Linked DNA regions of Zea mays: region 1 is linked to region 2. Evidence: chromatin contacts called from public Hi-C data. All regions are on one chromosome and are shown on one strand. Each heading gives the region's core, a stretch centred on a gene start, on an enhancer-like site or on the middle of the called end of the contact. The rest is flanking DNA. Distances are from core to core; before and after follow the strand shown. Region 1 holds the start of LOC100275988. Region 2 holds the start of LOC100276871.

Region 1 (7,590 bases), core at 4,009-6,508, 210 kb after region 2:
GATGTTAGATACAGGAGTCGCTGATGGTCCGACCGTGCACCCCAGACGTCCGCGATGACGCTAAAAATGCATTTTATCGAACCCGTCACCTTCGAGTTTTGTTGTTTCAATGTGCGGACGGTCCGCGCCTGAGGGTGGACGGTCTGAGCTTGGTCCCAGACGGTGCTCTCTTCTCCTTCGGACAATCCGTAGTGCAAATGCTAGTTTTGCATAGTTCCTGTCCGAGGCACACCTTGGTGTCGCAGACGGTCCGCCGGAAGGGTCTGGATGGTCCGTGCACAAGTGAATTCTTCTGAAAGCTTCTCGTGTCCAGAATAATCTTCCGGGCAGTCGACTTAGAATTGAGATAGATGAACTTATGCATCTGAGAATTAATCAACTAAGCAAACTAGTTAGTTATAAGATTTGTGATGGTTGTCAAGCAATAAAATCAATTATAGAAAAATGGTTATTCAGCGTTCTGACCGGTGGGCCTGTAGACCGAGTATCGTATCTTGGACAAAAGGGTGGGGACTTGAACAACTCAGATGTTGAGGTTGTGACAGGACTAACATGGCAACAAATAATGTAAACATTATGGCATGATGAGGTCACAACTAAAGTTTGAGTCTCATCAAGATAAAGCTACCACATTTGGTTATAAGCAGGAACAAGAAATTGGGAGTATGATTGATCATAATGCCTTGATCCACTACATTCTCCTATTACCAATTTACGGTTTATTAATTTATCAATTTATCATGAATGCAACGTGCTTAATAACTTTAGCCTTCCACATTTTGTCGTTAGGATGTGACCTTTGACTCTTTGAGTCTTGACTTTGAGAACCATTTATTTGCGTCGTGCTGACAGTGATGTGTGTAGGACTCCTGTTTGTGTAAAGTGTGAACTGAAACACTGAATTGTGATGTGTTTTTGTCGTGTTTTGTGAGAACTATTTGTCATGTGTGAACTATGCTATGCATGGTCTAGTTATCTACTTATCACCGATATTTGTTGTTTTATTTGGATTAGCAATCGTCATTTTTGCACTTCTGCTAGCCGAGTTTGAACTGCAGCTATTTTTTTTAAAAAAAATTAAACAAGTAGAGATTTGAAAATGGTTTATATAAACATTTTTCACATAGTACAAAAACAGTCTAGCTTCTTCCAATTGTCAGGTCAATTCAATTGATGGCTATTTGACTTCGACAAATGAGAATGGTATTTCAGCTTTCTTGCTTTGCCGCAACATCTACTTTGCACGTCTCTTCTTGTGCAGTTCTGCTTCCGTGCATAAACCCAAAGCTATCTTTTAAGCGAGAGACGACTCTTTTCTCCTGTTATCCTGTCATAAAAATTCATGACGCTCCCTTTAAAATACGCGAATTTTTACTGTTTCTTATATTATTTCGGTAAAAATGAACTGATTCATCTAAAATCCCTAGACGATTTCTATAAAATTTCTGCGTTTCATAAGGCCTAAATGTCGTGCCTTCAGAAACTGTTGAGATCTACGTACATGCCAGCGTGCAAATCCAATCCTCCCCGACCCCAGCAATCCGGCCGCGGCCAGGCAGCCACCAGCAGCGACAAGAAATCGAGAATCCTCGTTTCCCATTTTGTGGCTGGCGCGAGCGTGCAGCGTCACAGGTTTCCGGACGGACGCTTTCTATCGCAATCCTATCTATATATTTATCCCAAGGCTTCGTGGTTTTTGTTGCTGCTGCTGCTGTCACGGCCGCCTTCCACTCCCACAAGCTTCAGCTAGCCTTCTTACTCCCGCCGTCACCCCCGATCCGAGAGCGAGCATGGCGCACTCTCTCGCCGCCTCCTTCTCGCCGGCCGCCGCCCGGCGCCAGGTCCGCATTTCTTGGACTTATTCTTGCCTTGACCTGGTAGCTAGCTTGGTCTACGAGGCTGCCACTGTTTCTTGAAACCTGATGCGAGGAGCGTGCCGCCGTCAGTGATTCGTGGCGTTTGGTTTGTGATTTGTCGGGTTTTTGGGCTGGCTCGCTTAGATGGGATCATGGATGGATGGACTGATCACTGATGCCGTAGCCGTAGTTTCTGGTGATGCTGGGATGCTTTGTTGGTTTCGATTCAGTTGCTTGACTGTGATTAGATTCGAGCTCACTCAACAGCTTAAGAACTTCTCTGTGAGCATTTCTTCCGTGCTTGATTCAGGGGGATCTTCTTTTGTAAAAGTTCCCTAACGCCCCGTTTGGATCATTGGAATTTAATTCCATTCTAATACTAGTAATTTAGGCATATATCAATTAAGCTAATTCGGTTTTATGCAAAATATATTTGTATACTATTATTAGCAAGATATCGGAAATATTTATGTGCTACATTTTTATTATAGAGGAGTGAGGCGATGAGTGTCATGTAAGTTATAGATTAGAAATCAATTCTAATAATGCATAAAATCATTTCCCACCCTCTACCCCTTGAATTTGAGATATGCTTATATCTGAACTTGGAAAAGTGGTGGAATATCAAATTCCAAACTAAATAAGTTATTTTATTAAATGAATTCTAATTCCTCTAAAATGAAGGGATCCAAACGCCCCGTAATCTTTTTTGAACGAACAAAGTTGCCTTGTTCTTTTTGGCAAATTTTGCCTATGATTAGTACTTGTTGAGCATACAAAGCTATGGGTACCATCTATCACGATGAATGATGAACAGATGGGGGCAGTTTCGCATATTTTAGTGCAACCTGCAAAGATTCCAAAACTGTTGTGACTAAAGAAACGGGCGCCGACCCAGCTCGGTGGTTCATATGGTTTATTTTAAAAATGAACATCTGCCCTCTGGTAGTGAATTTTGCTGGATCCCAAAAGGAGCAGGAGAGGTCCGGCCGTCCAGGGGTGACACTAGCACAGCAAGCGACAGCACATGCCTCAGATCTTGCTCAAGTTAATTAAGGAGCATTTCTTTACCAGTGCTTTACTTCTGTACATCGATGTTGATGTGCTAGCCCAATAGAAAATGCCAGCTTTCTTGTTACAAGCGTATGTTGCCATGTGTTTTCTTGCCTGGTCTGAATGTCCTGCATCATGTCATGGGATTTCAAAACGCATAGCTGGGCTCCACACACTTAAATCTGGATTTTAGACCTGGTTTCAAAAGCTATACTACATCTTGATCCTTGTATATTACTGAACTGATGTCCTAGTTTAGGCATTTCAAAATCCCTGACCAGATCAGTTCCTCAGAAGTTCTGGTGCTAGTTCCTTGCCAGGAGGCAATGCAGTTAATTTTGTAGAAGTTTTTTCAACTCATAGTTTGTCTATATATATATCTATATTTTTCTTAAATATAAAAAAACATAATGTATGATACCTGAAATAGCGACCAGCTTGCTCTCAGTTTAGGTGAACATACTTCATAGGAATCACAGACTTAGATCATGTTACTGATATAATATGTGCGATGTGTTGGCTTCACTATATATGCTGTCTTAATGTACACATTTTAGTATTTATTTTCAATTTCTGAAGGACTTCCCGTCCCAAATCTGTTGTTTGGTTTTGATTTCATTGAACATCCAGCATGAGAGTAGGAGCAGCTTTGAAGTTTTTTTTAGAAAAGGGTATTTGCACTACATGCGCTATGTCAATCTTGTTTCAGTGTCAATTGCCATTCTCTCAATATTGTACTCTATGTTGTTCTGTGCATATGAACAATCCAATTATTTCAGGTCACAAATGTGATTCCAAGCTGGACCTCGGTTTCCTTCCAGAGCCACAGGATGACTTCTGTATCCATCCGCTCAAGACAAAGGTCTCTTGGGTTTAAGATTTGCTGTTCGGTATGCATCATTTCATCCTTTGTTGCTAGCAACAGTTGTTTGGTGGATGAAGCAACAGCCTATTTGTAGTAGCTTTTCGTATTGACAGTTATCTTTATTTGCTAACATCATACGGGATACTATAATTAACTTGAATTCTTTGTATAGTTAGCAAAAAAAAGATGGAATTATTTAGCTATTTGTATAGAAAGTACAAACCACTAGATGGTGTGAAGAGTGTGACCTGGTTCTTGACAGCCATATTGCCTGTTTCTGAGATTGTCAACATGCGCTTACTCCTGATGTGAAGCAGTCACATCTTTTTGAAGACCTGAAATATCATCATTCTCATGTTTATTGATTAGGCTAAGAAAGAGACAGTGGACAAGGTTTGCAGTATAGTGAAGGAGCAGCTGGCTCTTCCCGATGGGACCGCCATCACTGCCGAATCAAAATTCGCTGAACTTGGCGCTGATTCGCTGGATACGGTAATCCCTCTGCATCGAAATCAACGGTAGCTCAAAAACAAAAAAAACAGCAGCACTTTAATTTCGCCAACTTTCTCCTGCAGGTCGAGATTGTGATGGGCCTCGAGGAGGCGTTCAACATAACAGTCGACGAAACAAGCGCACAGGACATCGCAACAGTGCAGGACGCTGCGGACCTTATCGAGAAGCTCATGCTGGAGGCACCTCCAAAGGTCGTCTAGATCCAGCAACCTTGCGATCGACGACCTTGTGTTTGATCTATGTTGTGTGTTAATTTGTTCGTGTTGCCCCATTTGTTCTTTCTTGATGATTCAAGATGAGGTTTTGTATTGGTGTTGCTGAGGTGAATTAGATAGCCCCAAAGGCCACATGAAGCAGATGAGGACAGTTCATTCCACTTTGAATTTGTATGTTGTAACTTGTAGTGCTGCTATAGAGAAACCAATGGACTGTTATGAAGAGTCAATGCAACTGTTGCTTTTTTAGTTTTGGGAAGTCACACACATGAAAGTCTGAATCAGATGCAGTACTAATTGTTGAGCTTGGGGTGCAGATATATGCAAATACCAGGATGTCAGGTGCTTCCCCATGGTATTGTTAATGTTAACCACAAGTCCAGAACCACAAGCGTTAATGAATTTTCAGCTTTGTGGTTGCTCGATCACAACTTGAGTTATAAGCCAGATTAAGGACAGGATTAAGAAGAAAGTTTTTTTAATGAGAGAACCAGTGATAATGGAACACATTAACAATAATTTTACCCATGTGGCAGTTTTTTTACTGTTACCTATAAAATCAACTTTCAGCTGAAAGCTGTAGCATCGGTCACAAACTGTCACAAGAGAACAGTGCCACTCAAATTCGGCAGGATCCAGCACGCAAGGAAGCTTGGAGGATGACACTATGGATTTGGGACAAATGAAATCCACAAATTTTTCCGCTGGAGAGCGCGATCCTCTGAAAAGTATAGACAACTTTTTTCCAAAAAAAAGAAAAGAGGAAAAAAATGTTATCTTCTACCTCCTTAGCTGCTCTTCTCCATGGCCGCCCCCATTATCCTTTCCGTCCGTCGAAGGCGCATCTTTTCCTAGCTCTCCCCAACAACCCTACCCGTTTCCTGGCCTCCGCCTCCGTCCGGGTCGCCTATCCTCCCCGGTGGCATCTCCGCGCCGCCGACGGGGAGCGGGACAACCGCGTGCAGGAGCTGAGGGTGCCCGATTCTTGGCTGACGCCTGCAGGAGCAACGCAGGTTCGGTCCCAACTTGGTCTTTTCTCTGATTTTTTCCACCGATTCTTGTCGCAGCCTCGTCGTGGTTGCTATAGCTGTTCTCCAGTTCTTAGGTACCGGTAAACAATCTAGGGTAGTAGGGTGAACATACTACGCTCATGGGGCAGATTGATGCTTCTCACTTTCAAACGAAATTTGCAGGGGTCATGGTGTAGAATGATAGTATACCGTCACTTCAAACCAAAAATTGCTCCCCGGTTTCCCAATACAGCCTTCAGAATTCATTATTAAAATGCCACTTACATATTTGCCATCGAAGCGTGCATTCTTGTTTGTTTCTTATCAATTTTGCTTAAATGGCAAATCAGAATAGTATGTCAGCTGGCTAAGACACGCGTAAAGGCACAAATACATCTCCCCTTCTCTTTTCTCGGAAAGGGAAGCGATATATTGAAACCATTAACAGTACATCAAGATGATAAAAAGCTTTGAGCTTTGGCTAGGAGACTTCCGGCCTATGCTCATAAAGCGCATACCACATAGCCAAAAAAAAGAAAATAATAATAATAATAATAGTAATAGTAATAGTAGTAGTAGTGATAGTAACAATAACAATGACAATAATAATAGAGCTCAAGCACCATTCTAATGGCCTTCAATCCATAGACTAGATCACCGCCTATGTGCCCAGAAGAAGAAAAGCTTAGCCATTTGCATCAAAAGTTGCAAGCCCGACACAACTTGCTCTTGCAATTATGACAGTTGGAGAACAGCCCGTTTTAAGAGTCATCACGCTATTGAAAACAAAACTTTTTTTTTTGTAGAACTGGTGGGGGAGAACATGAACTTCCCCTTGGTCTGTTCATCCTAGCCTTGCGTGCGTGTACATCAAGGTTTCTAGCAGCCACCCTCTTCATAGCCTTAGTTGTCATGTCCTCATCTGCAGTCAGTTTCAGCACTGGTTGTTCAGATTTATCAACCTGCCTTCCATTTGACATTCCTCTACCTGCAATCAGCAGATTATCATCGACATCCATATTGTTCCATATTTGATCATTGATAGCCTTGATGGAACCGCCAGACTTAACAGGGACTGTTAGGTCTCGGTTTTCCACCTTAGCCCTTGGATCAGTTTGGTGTTCAATTGTTGCTTGATCTCTTGCACCAGTGAAGGTAAAACCGGTGAGATCCATCAAAACCAAGCTATCCTTCTTTGCCACGGGTGCAATTGTTTGTAATGGCACACTCTCAGTGACAGGTTGCAGCTGTTTAGTTGTTGTCTTTGTCTTGTCTTGCCCTAACAGTTTAAGTTTTTGGGTTAAACTGGTTAGTATGTCCATTCTAACATGGTATTAAGGCCAGATGACTCGAGTTTAAATCCTAGCGGAGGCTTCATTTGTTTCTCTGTAGATGCATGTGAGTGGGGATGTTGAAGTGTATAAGTGGATTACCTACCTTATTCCATCAACTTAATCTTTTGAGTTGATCTGGTTAGTGTATCCTAACATGGTAGATCTCAGCAAGGAAGTGCTTGGCGCTTTGAAAAACTCCTTGGCGAACTTGGAGATGCAGTTGGAGCTATAGGTGACCAGATGGGGCGGGCTATATGAGCCGGCACGAGGCACAACCATTTTGCCACGACACAGGCACGACACGATAGTAATCGTGCTTAGGCCGGCACGAGGCCCGTCATGGGTCGTGCTTGGGCTTAGGTATAAGCCCATCGGGCGGCATGGGAACGACCCGTTTACAATAGGCCCATTTAGCCCAATGAGGCCGAGCACGACCCGTTTGTGGTCTGACCTTATTCATCCCAATCTAGCCCACCATATATACAACTATGACCAACTCGTCCCCCACTTTTAAGCTATTTTCGAGTACTGTTGCGAAAAATGGAGAAAACGACAACAAAAATTGAAAAAAACAAGTTATTTTTAAGCTCTGTTACAAGGCAAGCTCTAGGCCGCCCGACACGTCACGATAGCCCGGCAATGAGACGTTTAAAACTAGTCTGACTGTGCTTGGACTTAGACTTCGGTCCATGGACGGGCACATCATGACTCACCATTTATCTGTGCCGTGCCTCGACTCAATTA
Region 2 (6,893 bases), core at 3,246-5,745:
GCCAAAAAACGAATGTTTCAGCTGATAACATGATATCTTACTATTGGGTTTCATTTTTTTATTGTAGTTTTTATTTACATGCATCTTTGGTTTGTAGGGCTGGGCCTGTCTGCTGATAGTTCAGCTACTATCAATGTGCCTAAAAATCATCCCAGAGGTATTGATTGCTTCTCAGGTGTCCTCTGCTCCCTCCTAGAGATTGTCGAGCTGCATGTTATCCCATGCTTGTGTTTTTTCATGGTTGGACAAAGTAGGCATGTTATGGTCTCCTTTCTCCTTTCTTGGATTAAAGCTAAGCTAAGCAATTTTTAGTGGTACTGGATAGACAATGTTCTAATCATTTCACTATTTCAGTGACATGGGCTCCATCCACTCGCTACTTTTTTTCTTTGGCTCAATTGAACTTCAAGTGAAAGGGTATTTTGAAAGGTTTCCTTTAACTGAGGATGAAAGGTTCTCTGATATATTGCATCTCAGTGACAAGAAAAAAACAAAATAAATGGTTTCCTTAGAAAATTGTTTGTTTTTGCTTACTGAGTCAAGGTTAATTTTTACACTCAGTTTGTCTGTGATGGAACCTTGCTTGCATAGTTCTAGTATTCTATCCAGTTGATGGGAGTAAAGTCAGTAACCATAGAATAAGAAGGGAGGAACTCCCAGAAAATTACTTTTGCCTATCCAATTAAGATTTAATGTTTAAAGTTGGTCCATAACGGAACCTTCACGGCATGTCTATGCAGCATTATCGGAAGGCTTACCTTCACTCCTTCAGTGTTCTCCTTTTTCTACCTGAGACTTAATTTGGATGTTCATCCAATTTCCCAAATGTTGCATTCACATGAGGATAATATATCTTGTTCAATTTTCATTGCGCTGTACCCTCTTAACTGTATAGTGTTTTGATTTCTATTTAATTTATATCAGATGCGCCAGTTCCTCTTGCAACAAAAATGTATCATTCACAGGGCAACTACCGTCTTCGATTTGAGCTTGGCCAGCTTTATCGCGAATCATGTGTGCAGCATTTGAGTGGCCACACAACTCCAAACGTGTCACATGAGAATGGATTGATGGCATCATCACGGTTTTCTTCTTGTGGCAACTCAGCATTGCCTACTCAGAAGAGCCTTGTTCCTCAAACAAAGGTTTGATGCCACCCTCAGCTCATTGGCAGGATAGTTTTTCATGTTCTCTTACTGATGATGCATTCTGCTATGATGCTTCTCATCAGCCTCTCGCAGACCCTCAGCAATTAGCAGCAAGCAGGCCTAACCAGTCACAAGGAACAAAAACTGATAGAGCAAGTGCACAAGCATCTGCAATTAAAAATGAAGGTTCACGATCCAGATGCAATAAAGCTACCATTCCCCATTCGAGAAACAAAGGTTGGAAATGATCTTTTGCTCTTCCGCTTCATGTAGTATGTGACTTCATTCATTGAGAATTGTTAAGTTGCTATTCAGTTGTGTTAGTTATCTATAACTGGGCCAGGGAACTTATGTAAAGTTAAAGAATATTCCAGTGAAACTATGTTAACTATATATCAACTGGAAGTTCAAAATACAGCTCTATGAGAGAAAATTTACAGTCCATACTTTTGTTCTGTTCTAAGCAAAGTATATTACAGTTTTCAGCTTTGCAAGAGTCCGATTGACCCTGTAGTTACATAGCTTCAGGCATGCAAAAATGGTATCTCATCTTTTTTAGTTTACTGAGGCCCTGTTTGAATACACTATAGCTAATAGTTAGCTGCTAAAAATAGCTTTAGACATCCAAACAGCCCAACTAATAATTCAGCTAATAGTTAACCAACTACTATTTGTTAGCTAGGTAATTCTACTAGTAACTTTTTAGCAGCTAACTATTAGCTCTAGTTCATTCAAATATAGCTTGGATGGCTCCTGCACCACTCTGATGCCTAGGAACCATCTAACGTAAAAAGGATGTGTTGGAGTATTATCTTACTAGTAATTATGTGAAATTTGTTCTCCAGGCAGCAAGAAGACGCAACAGCAACCTAATGGACGTGTTCATGCGATCAAGTTCCCAGTAGAGTAGCCCATTCGTAGGTATGCCCCCTATTGGCTTTACTTTCTTGAACTCGGATCCTGACATAATGAACTTACGCTGATTGATTTCACAGGTAATTTATTGGTTAAGTGGAAGTGTCTCTTCTGGTGAACAGTCTCTTCTTTTCTCCTTTCCAAATGAAATTGGTTATTGTCAGGATTGTTCTAATTTGGACTGTCCCGATCCGAGGTTTTGGTAAGTCAGGATATCTAAAATTCGTGGCATATGTTTTTTTGTTTTTTGACCGGCAATTCACGGCATATGTTATACTGTCGCATAATTAACATGGTTTCGTCTGTTTCCGCCTAGGTTCGCCGGCCATTGGTACTAGAAGCTAACAGCACTAGTTGTAGCACTGACGATGAACTTACCTGTAAATATGGCCACAGAGGCCTTGGCTTCTTCCTGCCGAAGGTCGTGGACCTGATGAACATTTTGAATGTAGCCTTCATCTTTTGGGCATTGAGTTCTAGTTGATTGATGTTTTGTGTTTGATTCTTGCCCTAAGTTTAGCTTTCTAGCCGGCGATTGAACCGTTTTACGGGCTACCGCTGCCAGCTGCCGGTGGATGAGCCCTTCCGTATTCACCTTGCCGGAAAGCTGTCGCTGTTGCTGGGCGTATCGAGGGATGTAGTTGTCGGTTGAGGGCGATTGCGCGGCGGAGTGGTTCACTTTCAATTTATAATTCGTTTAACTTTTTTATATTAAATTTGACTGACCGATCTTACTTAAAAAAATTCATAATTAGTATTACTGTGATATTGTTTAGTATATAATATACTTTAAATATGGTTTTGAAGTTTCATTATTTTCAAAACAAATTGGACAAGTCAAATTTGGCAAAAAAGACAAACGAGTTATAAATTGAGACGGGGGAATTTTGTTGGGGAATGTTTTGCTATCCTTTCACCCTTTGGTGAGCAACTAGCAGCAGCATTGCCCCATCTCATTGTCAGCTACAGTTAGAGAACGAGTTCTATCAAATTTGCTCATTTTTTTAAGAAATGGTATTCGTTAGATCAGTCATACTCTATCATCATCAAGATAGCTTGTAGCAGACGGACCTGTTCTTCTAACCATGAGATCGGAGTTCAAAATCCTTGCTAATATCAACCTGACACATTGCATTTCGTTAAATGCAAATAAAAGATGCCAAAAGATACGGAAACAAGAACATCTCTATCGTTGGATAACGCTGGCGCCGCAGATTGAAGCTACAGAATCGGAAATGTCTGCTTTTGCCGGTGTTATTACAGCACTAGCCATTTCACCTATCTAGCTGATTTCGTACCAAAAAAAAAGTTGGAGGCCATGGCCGTCGGATGAGAGGTAGCAAAAGGTGCAATCGCCGCGAGCAGCAGAAGCCATTGATTACCCATGGATCAGCAGATGCCGGTGATGTCGGCCCTGATCATCTGCAGGACCTCGGGCGGCGCGGCGGCAGCGGTGACCGTGACCACGGCGGCGCCGCCGTGGCCGTGAGGCCCCACCGTGGCCACGAGGACCTCCACCCCGCGGCGGTGGAACGCCTCCAGCACGCGCGTCAGCGAGCCGGGGCTCCGCGCCGGCAGCCGCGCGCAGAAGCACACCGCGCCGACGGCCACGGACACCTCGGGCCGCCGGGCAGCAGCGGCGCCGGCGCCGGCGCCGGCCCCGTGGAGGGGGCTGCGCACCGAGTGGTACGTCTCCAGCACGGCCACCGTGTCCTCCAGGACCTTCACGCGCGCCGCCGCGGCGTCCACGATCTCCTCCTTGCTCGCCGGCTGCGCGCGCCGTCGACGGTTTTGGCAGGAAACGACGTCAAACAAAACACACAAATGGTGAATAGGCAAGAAGCAGGGCCGTCGGGGGCAGGGACTCACCCGGTCGATGGGGAGGTTGGGGAGCATCGCGCCCAGCTCAGCATAGAGCGAGGACAGGGTGCGCCGGTTCGGCCGCGCCCTCGGCCGCCGCTCGCCAGCCGACGGCCCCGCGGTGGCCAGGGACAGGTCGAGCGGAAGCCGTCCTCCTCCTTCTCCAGCCATGGCGGAACGACGGGTGGGTTTCTGCTTCTGCACGACACGAGAGGGAAGGGGACGCGTGGGTTCGTTTGATCTTTGTCTTGGCAGGGAAGAGAGAAGAGAAGACAAGACAAGAAGCGGGTCGTGGTGGTGGCGTGACATGGCGGCCATGTTGGTGTCAGGTGTGCAGTGGGCACGTGACCAAAGTGCCGCAGCAGCTGCTTTGGGTTGGTGGTGGTTAGCCAGGAATGGAAGCTGCAGCTGGGCTGTTGGGGGGCAGCTGCAGAGGTGGGAGACCGGAGGAGTCGCTTGCTTTGGGAAACTGGTCAAGCTCGCCGCTCTGTTAGGTCCTCACAACGGGACAAAACAAACTATGAGAAAGGCTGCGTGCAGCTTGCCTGCTTCCGCCCCCCGCGGTTGTACTCAAAGTCTCAAATGAAATACCTTTTTTTTTTTCTTCCGCTTATCTTATTATTATTACTAGTCAGTTGTCCGTGCGTTGTGACGATATACGAACACCGCTGATAAAAGTATTAGTAGTAATTAATTTTAGATCACTTTATGAGATGTGCTCTCTCGACAGGAAGAAAAGGAGAAAAGACCCATTCATTTTTTATTCATCAATTAGAACAAAGTAGAAGAAGCAACTAAACACCATACATGTTCATATATAAAACACATATATTGTCTAATATCTACACATGTGGTCAACAAGATGTTATTAATCAATTACGAGATTTCCTATGGATACGCGATGTGTCAATACTAATACACCATTTTTCCTAAACACAATGATATAGGGATATGCTATTTTATAAACATTAGTAAAGATTTGTAAATAGTTTATATTGGCTAATTATTGATAATAGTTGTCTTTGGATATTCTGCACCGTGCCCCTGACATAGTAGTCGACGACCTGCTGCAGGGGTAGGCCCTTGTACTCCATGACAGTGGTCATGTCCCACTTGAGCGTGCCTGACGCGGCACACGTGCCGCATGTGTATGTGTTGAACCTGATCAGCGGTGAATCCCGAATGCGCCCGAGCATCTTGCTCATCAACCGTCTGTGGACATGGCCGCCGCACACCCCAATGTCTCTGATGCGTACACACTGATGGGCAACCCATTCATCACCATGCCCGCCTTGTGTACGTTGTCGCTGTCCATGCTGTTCGTGCTACAATTGTCTATTCGCGCTGCATTTGTCCATCCCCATTGGTGGGATGAGGTAGTCGAACTGTGCGAGCGCGAAAAGTAGGAAAAAAGAACAACCATGGTTGATGAGCAAGATGAGGAGTAAGAAAATGATGTGTTCCTCGGCCAAACATCCTATTGATGCATTGAAGGGGAACATGTTATATAAATAATAAATGTAGAAAAGGGAAGAAAAAAAAAGGAAAATCACAACTTGCTTCCATATTCTTTTACTTTTTTACCCTCTTTTTATTCCTAAATTCTGGGTTACCTTCATGCACATGGGCAGTTGGGCTTCCACCGACCACCGTATTGGGATTTTTTTTCTCCCAGAGAAGTTCTCTCTCTGTTCCCGACGCGATCAGCTCAGCTCTTCTTCCACTCCTCGGCGACGCGGTCGGTGCCCGCAAGGTAGGCCTTCTTCCTCCTCTCGGCGCGTGTGCATGCGCACACGATTGCGAAGCAGGCCGCGTACACGGCGTACACGCGCCAGTTGGCGCGGGGTGCGGCCCCTGCCGCGGCGCGGTGGAAGATGGCGACATAGCAGTGCACGCCGGCGGCGAGGCTGACCACCATCTGCGCGAGCCCGAGGGCCTTGGCGGCGTCCCGTTGTCGTCGTCCTCAGGGGAGGTGGTGCCCGAGAAGACGACGACGAGGTCCACCATCTGGAGCACGAGGTAGGCCATGAAGTCGAGTGACTGTGCAGCATGCGTCCAGGCGTAGGCGGCGGGGGAGGCCGCGTGGATGAAGCGCGGCGGCTCCAGCCCCGTGGCGGTCGCGGTGAGCGCGAGCGTCGCAGAGTAGATGGCGAGGTATGCCTGCTCCAGCAGCAGCACGTGGTGGAGGAGCGGCAGGTACGGGCCCATGCGCCACACCAGCACGGTGAGCATGAAGAGCGGCAGCAGCACCGCCGCCCACCGGCCGCCGAGGATCGGGCGCACGCCGTCGGTGATCCCAGCGTTCACCGCGGACAGGTACGCCTTCAAGTGCTGCTAGAGGCGCGCCAGGTCCGGCATCAGCGTCTCTTGCAGCCGACTAGGCAGGTCCCAGAACTCGGAGATGTGGTCGTCGGAGCCTTCCTCTGCCTGCTTGGTCAACACCACGTCCTCCTCAACCTCAACCTCCGCCGCCGACTCCTTGCTGACGACGGTCGCATTGGCTTTTGCCTTGGCGTCGGCAATCACCGGTGCCTTCTTGCCTGATTTGGTCGGCTTGGCACCGGCATCCGCGGTCGAATTGGCCGCCGGCGGTTTCTTCGCCTTCCCAGCCGCGACGACAGCCTCAGATTTGGCGCCCATCTTGGAAACCTTGGTGGACTTTGCCAAATCGTCGTCCTTGCCCTTGGCACGGGGTGTGGGGAGGGGGCAGAACCGTGCACCATGAACGCCTACACTATAGTCTTAAATAGTAGTAGAGAATATACAAATTAGAAGGAGGCCTAATAGCAACTCCATCAAATCACTGAAAACAACACAAAAGTGTTTTTAGGTGAAAACTCATCTCTCGACGTCTCCAACATATTCTTTTCTCTTCCCCAATTTAATTGAATAAAAGATGAAAAATCTATGCAAAATAAAGAAGATGAAGCACATGTTTTGACCTCATGAGATATTACTTTCTTCCCTTAT

The links. Hi-C and Micro-C count contacts between places; a contact is called where the count stands out from the background.
Region 1: a contact with region 2 is called in a Hi-C map of leaf, with 4 times the contacts expected there. The contact joins the promoter of LOC100275988 here to the promoter of LOC100276871 in region 2. A contact is called at or near these places in 12 of 25 Hi-C or Micro-C datasets (bundle sheath, ear, endosperm and 3 more).

Annotation. Positions count from the first base shown.
Region 1 is chr10:26,123,780-26,131,369 of Zm-B73-REFERENCE-NAM-5.0, forward strand. It overlaps LOC100275988, which reads left to right and starts at 5,259. Exons shown (of 2, transcript NM_001371524.1): 1 at 5,259-5,515. The coding sequence starts at 5,273. It overlaps LOC100284652, which reads left to right and starts at 1,534. Exons shown (of 4, transcript NM_001157547.2): 1 at 1,534-1,841; 2 at 3,689-3,799; 3 at 4,144-4,266; 4 at 4,350-4,797. The coding sequence starts at 1,791. The coding sequence ends at 4,487.
Region 2 is chr10:25,913,550-25,920,442 of Zm-B73-REFERENCE-NAM-5.0, forward strand. It overlaps LOC100276871, which reads right to left and starts at 4,496. Exons shown (of 2, transcript XM_020544992.2): 1 at 3,933-4,496; 2 at 3,157-3,833. The coding sequence starts at 4,241. The coding sequence ends at 3,453. LOC100277005 reads left to right here. Exons shown (of 13, transcript NM_001150680.2): 8 at 98-157; 9 at 925-1,145; 10 at 1,232-1,385; 11 at 1,994-2,069; 12 at 2,144-2,265; 13 at 2,380-2,542. The coding sequence ends at 2,058. It also overlaps the pseudogene LOC103642351.